2 separate regions of the Mus musculus genome follow, and region 1 is linked to region 2. The links are chromatin contacts, called in public Hi-C maps. All regions are on one chromosome and are shown on one strand. Each heading gives the region's core, a stretch centred on a gene start, on an enhancer-like site or on the middle of the called end of the contact. The rest is flanking DNA. Distances are from core to core; before and after follow the strand shown. Region 1 overlaps Htr2a (5-hydroxytryptamine (serotonin) receptor 2A). Region 2 has its middle 10 kb from the start of Gm35388.

Region 1 (6,600 bases), core at 3,122-5,621, 1.5 Mb before region 2:
AGACTAAGGTGATTTTTTTTTTTAACTTTTGTTTCATGAGAAGGTCTCACTAAGATGCCAGGTCGGCCTTGAATCTGTGCTCTTCTGACAACAGAGTCTCAAGCAGCTGAAATCATGGGTCGGTGTCACCAGGCCAGTTTGGGTTCTGTCCTCTAGAAATGGGTGCTTTCAATAAAGGTAAAGTAGAGCCATCTAGAGTTAAGGAAGCAGAGAGCAAAGAAAAAGTATCACGTGTGAGTCAGTGTGCAGCAGTGAGGACTGTAGACCCAGGCAGAAGAGCAGAAAGGCGAGCATGGCAGCAGAGCAGTTTGCATGTGGAAAACACACGCCCAGGTCATAGTGCAGCTGCAATGACCTCTTGGGTCTTATTCACCTCTGCGTACAAACACAAAAGGATCACAGGGCAAATGAGGTTCAAGCGTTCTCATTCTCAAGTTCTTGCATTTCCAAGAAGTGGAAAATCATTTGTTTTAGGCTCTTTATGATTAAAAAGTTAAAAAAAAATTGCTCTTGCTAAGAGAATATAAAGAAGAGATAATTAATAAGCTTACAGAGAAGGGTAAATGACAATTCTGATCATTCCAGAGGAAGAGCAGAAAAAGATTGACCGACATCAACCATAAAAGAGCTAAATACTCCAATTGAAAGACAAAGGTGGGACTGGACATCAGGCTTAGCTGTTGTGAGCAATTGCTGGTCTTCCAGAGGACCCAGCTCCCAGCATCCATGTCGGGCATCTCACAGTTGTCTGCAACTTCAGCTCCAGTGGATTCCACGCCTCTGGTCTCCACAGGCACCTGTACTCTTATACACTTATCTACACACACACACACACACACACACACACACACACACACACACACACACACCCCTACATGTGAATAAAAATTGTTTAAAGATGAAGATGAATTGCATTTTTAGAAATTGTGCCTCCATCCTGGTAGCACATTTAAAATACAAAGTCACAGTTCCACACTATGATAGAGCAAAATATAGTCAGACAAATGATAATCAAGAGAAATCTGGAAAAAAGGCATAAATATAGTATCCACAGAGTTGATTCTTAAGGCAAGAAGCATCATTAGAAATGAAGTGAGCATTTGGTAACAAATAAAAATAAGTATGAAAGATAAAATTTGTGTGTGGCTAATAACCGACAAAGTGGTAGAAAGTGTAAATGAAGTTTAAAGATAGTATATATATATATATATATATATATATATATATATATATATATATACACACACACACATAAATATATATATGTATGCATATACATATATATATACATACACACACACACACACACACACACACACACACACACATATATATATATACACACACCCACATATATATATATATGCACCAGAGCGTTAGGACTAAGTTCTATACATACTCCTACCTTACATAAAGACCTCAAAGGAAAAAAATGGCAACCTCTGACTTTCACTTAAGGAAGCTGGAAAAAAACCCCATGAATCCAAGTTTAGCTCTGTATTCATCAACTTATCCAGAAAACAGAATATATCAGTACACTGGAGGAAAGTTCTACAATAGATTCTGTAAAATCTTTAACTGTTAGTTGAAAGCAAAGTAGGCCATATACAAATAGAATTCTGTACTATGCAGCCATAGAAATGAAATCTGCCCATTTCCCAAAGTGTGGCTAAGTCTTGGAAGCATAATAAGAACACACGATCACACTCATACGTGGAATCTAAGGAAGGGTGGATGTATAGAAACAGAAGGATGGCATTTCCTGGTAGCAGGGATTTTAGGGTAAAACTCTGGGCTCCTGCAGCCTCCAATAAGCAACCTGCCCATTCAAAAGAACTAGCCAGAGACACAGAGGAAGGGAACTTGGTCAGCATGGATGCCTTGGGAAGGATAACGATGTCCAGTGCGCCTCCCCCCCCCCCCCCAGAGGGTAAAATGCATCATTAAACAGTTCTTCTCAAAGCATGCTACACTCAGCACTGAGACTTGTTGTCTGGCTCTGGTCTGTCCTGCAAAGTGGTCTGCTAAGATGTCAGACTAGTGTGAGCTCTCTTCCAGACTTGCAAGTTCTTTCTCAGCCTGGTACCAGGGCTTCTGTCTTTCCCTTCCCTCAGCACAGGACTCTGGGAAATGTTGAGTCACTGAGTTTAATGTTTAAATAGTCTGCTAGCCAGAAGTGAATGTAGAACCACCTTAGAATATTTCCTCTCTGGCAAGGCTGGCTCCATTACCATAGACAGAGTGGGGGCAGGGAGACGGATTAGCTCAGGGGACCCCGTGAATGATGTGGTATCTGCATTTGCTAACTCTGAGTTTTACTCTTGTAAGTTTCTCCATGTTCTGACTGAAAACTACAGGGCATCTTGGTGAGCGGATGGAGAAGTTGACTAATTGAATTACAGTATTTATTTTACAAAACATGTATAGGTTCAATCACCACAGTGTGCATTTTGAAATCAGTTTCATTTGTTGACTATACACGATTAAAAAAACAAAACAAGACAAAACAACAGGAAACAATTCCAGTTGGACTAAGGATCCAAGCATAAATCCACAAACTGAAACCTCAAACCCAAAAACAAAACAGTAGAACCAGAAGCAAGAGCCGAAAAGTCAGCAGGAAGTGAGTCCCGAGCTTCTTCAGGACCCAGGGTAGAACTGACTTTTTGTTTTTAGCATTTCTTATCTGATTGTTTCTCAGAGCATCATCTCACAGGTAGTTACAAGGTTGGGTGACCTCTAGTTTTCTTAAATTTAAGTGTCTTCTACCACAGTTGGAGAGGTACTTGAATACACACTCTGTCATCTGGTTTACTCTAGCATAACCAAAAGGACAGAGGGATGATCATTCCTGAACACTTCTTTGTAGCGATGTCCATTGGTCAGCATCCTTACAACCATTCTAACCTGTCTCGCTCCTGGGATGACAGCCAGAAAGAGCTAGGGCAGACAGCCTTATTAGGTAGTAGAAAAAGTGCAGATTTTAGAGCTGGATTGGCCTGAGATGACTCTTGGCTCTAAGTGTTTCGATCCTGTGCAAGGGACTTACCCACGAGGTGCTCTGTACAGGACTGGGTCTGTACATTTTTCAGAATAAATGTCTAACTTCTGTTAATGGTGTCACTATGAAGGTTGACAGGGATGGAGAGTTGTTTTGGCCATGGGTAAGGTAACGAACTCTGGGACTGAAGAGATGGCTCTGTGGGTACAAGTCCTTGCTGTACAATGTGAGGGCCAGAGTTAGATTTTCAGCACTCATGTAAATGTGATGGGCTTCCTGTAACCCTAACCCTCAGGAGGCGGAAGCAGAGACAGGATCCCTGGAGCAAAAATAGCTGTCTAGACTGGTCAAATCGACAAGCTCTGGGTTCAGCAAGAGACCCTGACTCATAAAGTATAGATAAACTAAAGAGGGTGCTTGACATCAACATTTGGCCACCACATTGAATATACAGACACATGAACACACACACACACACACACACACACACACACACACACACACACACACACGGAAAGAAAAGCTGATGGGCCACTTCAGTTTATGCTCGGCTAGCAGGACAGTCTATGCAGGGAAGACAGTGTACTTTGCTGCGTGAATTGCACTTGACCCTTTGACCTTGCTTCCTTCTCTGATAATCTGGCTCATGTGGTCCTCAACCGTGGACCTCTCTTAGGAACACCCAGCCGTTTAAACCTAAGAATTCTCCAGAGTGGTGACAAGCAGCTTGGATGGACACCTGCTGGCCGCTTTACCCTCCTGTTCCAGGTGAGGAGGAGTCCTAGGTTGCACAGAACAATGCCATCAGCCTTTTCTTGGATCTGAAGCTGTCAGCTAAGGGAGGTGTGCTACACTCAGCAGAAAGAGGAGGGCTCCGTGCCAGCAGGCTATAGCACTTGTGAGTCAGACCTGTGACCCAGGAAACCACAAGTCCTATTTCCTGAGGTCCCCCGACGCATCAAACAAATACAACGGTATTCATCTGTGCTGCTGACCTCTAGTGATAACTTAAGGCTCAAGGTGAAAAACTGGTGAGGTTTTCCCAAAATGTGCAAAGATGCTGTGTAACCATAACCCGTTGTTGTTACCATCAGAGCCAGAGAGTGCTCACTGTGCTCACACTTGCTGCACACGCCCCTCATTTCCCTTTTAGAACACCCGTTCCTCTTCTACAAAGTGGAGATGACGTCACATTAACTCCTGTTATTAGCAGGAAGGAAACCAAGGAGCACAGACTGTGCTTGCTGATAAGTATTTGAAAAAATCGCTTTTATTTTATGTGTTATGGACGTTTTACCTGCCTGTATGTTTGCACACATGTGTGTTTGCACACATGTGTGTTCCTGATGCACTAAGAGGCCAGAAGAGGGGGATGAATCTCTTGGAACTGGGTGGTGAGTCACCCTTGTAGGAGCTGGAAGCAAGGACAGCGATAGATAGATAGCTCTAATGTTAATGTATCTCTCTGACCCCCATTAATAGGTATTTTAAATTACAAAGTAGTAGGTAGCATTAAATGAGCTCTGGAATTTTAATCTACCATCAAACCCTGCACTCTTTCCAGGAAGTAGATACCCCAAGGGCCTTAGCAAACATAGCGTTTCCCTTTGAGAAGCTTTGAGACTTGACAGCAGGTCTCAGGGAATCTTTGATTACAAACTAAGTATTTTGAGGTGACAGGTAAAATTGACTTTGCTGCCTGAGAGCTGCTCCTTTAGATCCTATTTATAGTGACAGGAGATCAATGCTAGCCAGAGGTAAGTGTGTGTAATCGGGCCTAACAGAAGTGGGTTGGAATCCTTTGGTGTGGATGTCACAGCAGGGAGAAAGGCCACAGAGGTACCAGGCAGCTGCAATGCCCAACCCTTTAAGCCATTTCCCTCTGTCCTCAGCTTCTGCCCCCTTTCTGGATCCTCCTTCAAGGCCAATGCTGTCTGGGTCAAGTGCCCATATTCCTTAGCAATCACAGTCCAGTAACGATAGGTTTCGGGGAGACCCAAGGCTTAGAGTGTTGAGCTCGGATGTGAGAAAGAACACAGGCATTCCTGCCTTAGGATCCGCTGCTGTGCTTTTTCTTACGTGTGCAAAACAATATGGACAGATGCCGTCAGCCATTGGCATCTGCAGCTTCTCCTTTCCTAGAACGACTCCAATAACCATGAAGTGGAGACATACCTTGCAACACATGAAACCACAGACTCAGAGAGTCAGGTTTCACCACAGCCATGTGGAACGTGTCTCCCGGGAAGGGACAGACTCTAGTTTCAGATGCCACCCTGCCAGGTGGTCCAGCTTACCTACGGATATGGTCCACACCGCAATGATTTTCAGGAAGGCTTTGGTTCTGGAGTTGAAGCGGCTATGGTGAATGGGGTTCTGGATAGCCACGTAGCGGTCCAGGGAGATGGCGCAGAGGTGCATGATGGACGCCGTGGAGAAGAGCACATCCAGGTAAATCCAGACGGCACAGAGCTTGCTGGGCAAAGGCCACCGGTACCCTGTGGGGCAGAAGTTTAGCATCAGTGAATAGCTAGCTTCGTGCTTTCTGCAGCGTGTAATCTATACCCCAGGACTTACAACTTGGGGACAGGTAGAGGTGACAGGCAAGGGAACTACAAGAGACTTTCAATATTTAAACCAACAGCCAGTGTGCACTGTGATGGCACGGGCAGGGGAGTGCAGGGTTGAAGGTTTCTGACCTGTGGAATTGCATTAATGAAGGAGGAATTTGCTTTTTCCTCTGGAATGGAGTCTCTCTCACCCTCTACCTGGTCAAAGCCACTTTTATTTAGCAATGTGTCCAAAGTTATGTTCTGAGCCCTTCAATTGATGTTGCCGGTCACATACAGCCTTTATTTATCCACATAATTTTCTTTGGGGTTAGGGTCCCTATAGCTAGTCTAATCTTAGTCACTCTTAGACATGTCCAGTCTCACATAGACAGGCAATTAGTGGCTGTGTGACGAATCGTCTTCAAATCTCTTGAATGTCTTTTTTTATGGTGCACAGTCCCTTAATGTGTCTTATTAAATTTGGGGCATGTGAGAAACATTGAGGATGGTGAAGAATATCAAGGGTATCTGGACTTGGAGCTTTGTCTCAGGGCAGTGCTCAAACTACAGGTGACAGCTGGTTTTCGCAGGTGGCTCCTTAAAATGGAGACCCACCTCTGGCGATTCTGCTTCCGTAAGTCTGGAACAGGCTGGGAAATGTGCATTTTCCAAAAAAAAAAAAAAACAAAACAAAAAAAAAAAACTTAAGAAATCATACTGCTGAGGCTGGTATTGGCACTCAGGGAACAACCCCTGCTTAGGGCAAAGGTGACACTCGCCCCCCTCCGATGTCTCACAATCAAACAGTATAGCTTTGGGCCCATTTAAATCATTCTCTCTGGAGGGTGGCTAGAGATGAAGCCCCAATGTCAAAGGATTTTAAAACTCCCCAGAGTCCAAGGCAGGAAGCTTGGCAGGTTCTCTGCTGCCTGAGATGCCTTGGTGACATAAATGAAGTGCCCTGCTCCTTTCTGAGTGTTTTGGAGAGGACCAGACACTTGGATAGACTGTTGGTTTGTTCTGCTAATGTAAGGAGCAACAATATTA
Region 2 (6,977 bases), core at 2,598-5,097:
CAGCTCCTTCAGTCCTTCCCCTAATCCTCCATTGGGGTCTCCGTGCTTAGTCTGATGGTTGGCTGCAAACATCTGCTCTGGCAGAGCCTCTCAGGAGACATCCTGCCCCAGCCTCCTAAGTGCTGAGATTATAGGCATTTATGCAACTATGTCTCTCTTGTAGTGGCTCAAATATGGTCCCCAGCCCCAACGGTGTTTATATAGAAGGGATTTTTAAAGTATTTTCTTTTCTTCATGTGTATGCATAGATGTGTGTGTGTGCGTGTGCGTGTGCGTGTGCGTGTGTGTGTGCGTGTGCGTGTGTGTGTGTGTGTGTGTGTGTGTGTGGCAGGTACAAGTTTATGTGCATGCATGCATGTGAAGACCAGAAAACCTGTCACGCTTCCACTAGTTCTCAGGCAGCTGCTCACCTTAGGTTTATTTTAAATTTTAAATTTTTTAAAATTTTTGCCGTTTTTGTTATTATTTTGTTTTGTTTTTGAGACAGGTTTCTCTGTATAGCTCTGGTTGTCCCGAAACTCATCTGTAGATCAGCCTGGCTTGGAACTCAGAGATCCACCTACCTCTGCCTTCCAAATGCTGGGATTAAGGGTGTGTGCCAACCATACCCAACTCACCTTATTTTGCTTTTGTTTCCTTTCTCTTTAAAAATGACATAAGGTCTCTCACTGGCCAGGAACTTAACAAGTCCTTCAGGCTGGCTAGCCAACAAACCCCTGGAATGTGTCCATTTCTTCCTTCCCATGGCTGGGATTAAACCCACACCATCATGCACTGGAGTTTTACGTGGGTCCTGGGGAGGGAGGTTGATTGAACTCAGATTCTCATGTTTGCAAGGCAAGCACTTTATCAACTGAACTATCTTTGCAGCCCTAAAGCATTTCTAAGATAACTTTTCTGCAAACTCCCTCAGCTCTGGTGTTTGCCTGTAAAGGTCATGATGATGCTGTTGGTAGACAACAAGTGGATGAGCTGTCTGGATCAGCGACAGCAGCACTGGGGTATCTTAGAAAGGACGAGGAAAACATTGTGCTAGGTTCTGCAGAGAAACTTCCCTTTGCTCCCAGTCAAGGTTCAGTGGCCATGCCTGAATGCTGGACCATTTGGCTTGAGGACTGTGGATGGTGGAAGAACTTAGTTAGCATTGTGGGTATCTTTTAGTTATTAGTCTGGGAGAGTGAAAAACCACAGCTCGGGTGTGAGACAGCCCTTGCTGGTGGTGCAACCATGTTCAGGACCCTGTACTTCTGAGTTTCTGCACCACAGTGTTCTGTCCCTATCTGTAAAATCTGAATAAAAATATCCGCCCTCAGGGCTGGTGAGATGGCTCAGTGGTTAAGAGCACTGACTGCTCTTCCGAAGGCCCTGAGTTCAAATCCCAGCAACCACATGGTGGCTCACAACCATCTGTAATGAGATCTGACTCCCTCTTCTGGTGTGTCTGAAGACAGCTATAGTGTAGATACATATAACAATAAATAAATTAAAAAAAGATATCCGCTCTCATGATTTCTGCGAAGACTGAAAGAAATAGTTCAATGGACACAAAGAAAGCCCCTAAAATATTCCTTCCTCCAAGAACTAGAGCAAGCAGGCTTTTCATGGCTAGCCTCCGTGGCTATGAGATATAGTATGTCTCACATTGGTTTGCCTATTGTTCTATTATCTGCCAGTAATGTTGACTTTATATTCTCCCAGTGACAGAAAAGGGCTACAAAATGCAAATTGTAGCAGTCCAATCATGTTGTAAGTTGCAGGATTTGTGCTTACGCACAAATATAGAAGAGGTGGCTGTGCTTAGCAAGACATAATCATCAGGCTCCAGAGATGGTTGGCTCAGGGGGAGTCCTAGTTAGGACTTCTGTTGCTGTGATGGAACACCATGGCTGAAAGCAAGCTGAGGAGGAAAGGGCTCATTTGGCTCCCACTTCTACATGGTACTCTCTGAAGGAAGTTAGGACAGGAGCTCAAACAGGTCAGGATTCTGTAGGCAGGAGCTGATGCAGAGGCCATGGAGGGATGCTGCTCATTGGATTGCTCCCCATGGCTTGCTAGGCCTGCTTTCATATAGAACACAGGACCACTAGCCCAGGAATGGCTCCACCTATAATAGACTGGGCCTTCCCCCATCAATCACCCATTTTAAAAAATGCCTTACCGTCAGATCCTATAGAGGCATTTTTTTTCAATTAAGGTTCTCTTCTTTCAGCTAACTCTGGTTTGTGTCAAGTTGACATGAAGCTAGCCCAGCACAGTGGGTAAAGCCCTTGCTATTCATGCTTGAGGACATGAGTTCAAATCCTTAGAACACGTGTAAACTAGACACTGAAGAATGTGTCTGTAATCCCATGTAATTCCATGGCAAGATAGACGCAGACACATGAGAATTCCTGAAAGCTTGTAGGCTGGCTAGTATGGTGTGTAGACAGTACTGTACAACAAAGATCCTGTCAGAAACAAGGAAGGCAATGAATGAAATCTGAGGTTGTCCTTGGGACCGCCACAGGTATTTACAGTGCGTGCGTGTGTGTGTGTATGTGTGTGTGTGTGTGTGTGTGTGTGTGTGTGTGTGTGTGTAATTATACACTTTTACTTCCTAAGCTTTCTTACAGCCCAAAAATAGATCTTAAAAGCTTACCTCACAAAAGTCTTTTATTGCCTTCACTTTGTTCCTGGGTACTGTTAAAGGAAGCTATTGAGAATAGGATAGTTTTCCTATTTTTTTTTTCTGAGCAAATTTGTTATTGGTATATAAAAAGCTGCTGATTTTTGTATATTGTTCTCATATCCCCCAACTTTATTGGATGTGTTTGTTAGCATTAGCATATGAAAGTCTTCTGGTAGAGTCTGCAGCATCTTTTAAGTATAGCATCGTTTTGACTGCAAGTGGGGATAACTTGACTCCTTTTCCTATTTGTAAACCTTTTATATGGCCTGCTTGTCTTGTGGCTCTAGCTAAGACTGAGCCCTAAATGAATAACAAAAGAGCAAGTGTGGAAAAGGGGGATTAATTGTTTAATTCCAGATTTTTAGAGAAAATTCTCTCGATCCCCCTCCCCCCCAATTTTATGTGCTGGCTACAGATTTGTTATTATTATTGTTTTATTATTTCGAGGTCTGTCTAGTCCTAATTTCTCCATGACTTCTGTTGTGAAGCCATGTTGAACTATGTTTTCTACACGTATTGAGATAACCATGTGATTTCTGCACTTATGTCTATCTGTTACGGCATACATATTGACTTGTATTTGCTGTACATTGAACCAACAACCACCCTCCCATCCTTGGGAGGAAACTACCTTGGTTGTGTTATGCGACTCTCTTCATGTACTCTTTGACTATGTTTGCAAATACTGTGCTGAAAATTTTTGTGCCTATGTTCATCAGAGAGAGAGAGAGAGAGAGATCTGCAGTTTCCCTTTTTATTATGTATCTATCTGTCTGTTTTTAGTATCAGAGTAATATTGGCTTCATGGAGGGAATGTTTAGTGTGTGTGTGTATGTGTGTGAGAGAGAGAGGGGGGAGAGACAGAGAGACACAGAGAGACAGAGAGAGAGAGAAGAGAGAGACAGATAGACACACACAGACAGACAGACAGAGAAAGAGAACAACAGAGAGCTTGTGCATGTGTGATGTACACACGGGTATCTATGCCTGTGCTTGTGTGCAAATGCCAGAGAAAGCTGTCAGGTGTCTTATCAGACGGTTTTGGTCCCTTTGAGGCAGTCTCTAACTGAACCAAGTTTTTTGGCTAGGCTGCCCATCAGGAAGCCACACCTTCTCAGCACTGGGGTTTCAGGCCTGTGTAGGACCACACCCAGTTTTCACTTAGGTGCTGGGATCTGAACTCTGTTCCTCGATCCCCACGTTTGTGTAGCAACTTTTAACCGCCACAGCTCATGCCACTGTCTCTTAAAGTGTCAGCACTGTTCTATTCTCTTACTGGCAAGGAATGAAAGGTTCACCTTTGCGTCTTTGCCAGCAGTTACAGTCGTCGGGAGGCGATTTTGGACTTTAGCCATTCTAACAGGAGTGTAGTTGCACCTGGCAGAGCTTTTAATTTGCAGTTCCTTAATGGCCCGCGGTTAAGCAGCTTTTCAGATGCTCTGTGCTATCTGTGTATCTTGGTTGGCGGGCTGTCAATTCCTACCTTCTGGCTTTTCATTGGATGGCCTGCTGAGGTTCAAGAGTTCTTTGCATAGTTTGGACCTGAGTTCTTTATTAGATGTATGCTCTGTAAATAGTTTCTCCCAAGGACTCCTTATCTTCTTGTTAGTGTCTGTCTCAGGAGGAGTTTTCAACATAGTAAAGTTTAAGTCAGCGATTTGGATTCTGCCTTTGTTGGTGTATTTTTAAAAGGTATCTCTGCTTTCTCTAGGCACCTGCTGAGTTTAAGCTCATTGCCCTGGGGAGTTTTGTTGTGTTGTGTTTTGTTTTGTTTTGTTTTTTTGAGCTTTAATAAAATTATCCTTGGGCTTTAAAAAGTTATACCAAATTTCTAATAATTAAGATTTTAAAAAGTACTTTCTCCTAGGCATCTTATAGAATGTCCTTTATATGTAGTCCTGTGACTTACATTGAGTTAACTTTTGTGACAAACTGTGCCTAAGTTTTCTTTTGTTCTTTTGCATGTAACTATCTCTATGTTATAAGCCAGTGGTTCTCAACCTTCTTAATGCTGCTTCTTTAATACAGTTCCTCGTGTTGTGGTGACGCCCCCCAATCATAAAATTATTTTGTTGCTACTTCATAACTGTAATTTTGCTACTGTTATGAGTCATAATCTGATATGGTATGATATGATGTGGTATGATATGATATGGTATGATATGATATGGTATGAGATGCAGGATATGTGATATGCAACCCCTGTAAAAGGATTGTTTGACCCCCAAAGGGGTCACAACCCACAAGCTGAGAACCACTATTCTAAAGTCTCGTGTTGAACCTTTTAGCCCAAGACTCAGTGCCCTAGTTCCTGTTGCTGTGATAAAGCACTCACCAAACCCTGCCTGGGGAGAAAAGGATTTGTTGCCATATAGTTCCACATCTCAGTCCATCTCTGAGGGAAGCCAAGAATTCAAGCAGGAACCTGGAGACAGGAGCTGAAGCAGAGACCGTAGAGGGGTGCTGCTTACTGTTTTGTTCTCCAAGGCTTGCTCAACTGCCTTTCTTCTAGCTAGAAGGACTCTCTTTCCAGGGTGGCACCACCCACAGGGAGCTGGGCATTTAAGCTCTTTGTCTCTCTGTTTTGTATCCTGTAAAGCAGAGGCAATAATAGAATTTACTTCCTTGTTTGAGGATTATAGGTCTTTTTGTACAAGAGGAATAGAACAATGCCCAGCACACAGGAGGAAATACAAATGATCACCACCAGGTAATATCTGAGTCCCCAGAAGCTTAAAGTGCTACTTTAGTGTCCTTATGCAACTTGCCATTACATGCTGGGGCTGGGCATCACTGACCCAGTAGCTGAGTCAGTCTCTCAACAGCCTTCACATCTGAATGCTAATCTACAGCCAAGCAGTACTTGAATCATAACCAAAAAGGCTTAGCAAGCCATTCATTTTGGTGGATTCCCAAGGGAGCCAAGATGAGGGCTAAAGGAGGCTCAGCAACGAGGAGAGTGCAGCAAATCACACTTACCAATTCATTTCAGCACAAGCAGCTGGCTACGTCAGAGTCCCAGGTGCTATGGTTTAGAGCCTACCGAAATTCCTGTCAAAATTTGGTCCCCCTTGTGACAGTGTAGGACCAGGTGGGATTTTTAAGAAATGACTAGCTTCCTGATGGATTGGTCGACTAAAATAGTCTTATCCCCAAGCTGGGTGTGTCTGTTACAAACCAGTTTGTCTCTTGTATGGATTCCTCTGGCCACGAGAGTCTGCAGGGATCCCATTGGCAAGAAGATGCCCCAAACACAGACTACCTAAGGACCTCCAACACTCTACAATCATGGGTTAAAGAAACTTTAATTCTCCAAGTTATCTAGCCTCTAGTAGTCAGCAATAGCAGCAGAAAACATGAATGCACCAAGAAGATCATGACCATTACATCATCACATTGCACGGAAGGGAAACACTGCTCTTCTGTATCAGTCCACACAGGAAGTAGGAAAGGTGTAATAAGTTAGTCATTTGGTGGGAAATTCTGGGGGTGAGGCCTTCTTTCTTTCTTGAGACCTTCTGAAAGTGTCTTAAGGCTTCCTTCACCTGCTCCCGGTCCATCTGTTTAATAGTCTTCCTTTGGAGTTTGTCCTAAGTGCTCAGGTTCAGTTGTTGGGAGAAAGGCATTGCAAAGTGAGGGTGTGTGAAACTGGGGTCCCAGGACAATAACCAGCTCTTAGCTGTGGAGAGTGAGAGTTGCCAAAGGGGAGGAGAGTTGGTTGGTTCTTTTAGAAGGTGTAGAAGAGGAGGCTGAAAGGCTTAGCAAGGGGGAGGCCTTCAGGAGCTTCCTGTGGGAATTCTGTAGCTTTTATCATGGGGACTCTTGGCTATGGTGATAACGATGATGATGATGATGATGATGATGAGATGATGATGATGATGAGATGATGTTAACGATGATATGACGTTGGTAATGAGGTAATGTTGATGCACGTGGCTTGCAATGACAGCCTTTCATCTGTAGACCCAGAGGTCAGCCCAACCATTAATTAATTCTGAAGAGGAGGTAGGAGAATATCATTATCTTCCATTTACAGGTGAGGAGTCCCAGAAAGAAGAAATTAAGCTCTTTACCCAAGGCCACCTCAGAGCACTTGCCAGCAGGAGGGAGCGCAGTTCCTGCCTCCTTACCACCTTCTGTTGGTGGCTACCCAGGTTTACCAGGTTAAGCATCAACATGGAATGTAAAACAAACAAACAAACAAACAAACAAACAAACAAGGAGAACAAGGGGTGAAGAGCCAGCTCTGGGTCTGGGAAGTTTCCCAGCAAAGTTGCTCTAGAGGTGGGAGTTATTCTGGGACCCCCAA

Evidence for each region. A called contact is a pair of places that touch in the nucleus more often than the background predicts.
Region 1: a Hi-C map of the G1E-ER4 cell line shows a contact between it and region 2, with 2.9 times the contacts expected there. The contact joins two enhancer-like sites. A contact is called at or near these places in 2 of 484 Hi-C or Micro-C datasets (the Ba/F3 cell line and the G1E-ER4 cell line).

Annotation. Positions count from the first base shown.
Region 1 is chr14:74,643,887-74,650,486 of GRCm38.p6, reverse strand. It overlaps Htr2a (5-hydroxytryptamine (serotonin) receptor 2A), which reads right to left. Exons shown (of 3, transcript NM_172812.3): 2 at 5,299-5,499. Among named protein-coding and RNA genes, the nearest start is that of Htr2a, 6.3 kb to the right of the region's middle. Within about 2 kb of position 4,371, at least 105 of the 459 cell types and tissues checked have an H3K27ac peak or open chromatin away from gene starts, as enhancers often do. A contact at or near this core is called in the G1E-ER4 cell line, where this site is marked.
Region 2 is chr14:73,109,456-73,116,432 of GRCm38.p6, reverse strand. No RefSeq gene overlaps it. Among named protein-coding and RNA genes, the nearest start is that of Gm35388, 10 kb to the right of the region's middle. Within about 2 kb of position 3,847, at least 28 of the 459 cell types and tissues checked have an H3K27ac peak or open chromatin away from gene starts, as enhancers often do. A contact at or near this core is called in the G1E-ER4 cell line, where this site is marked.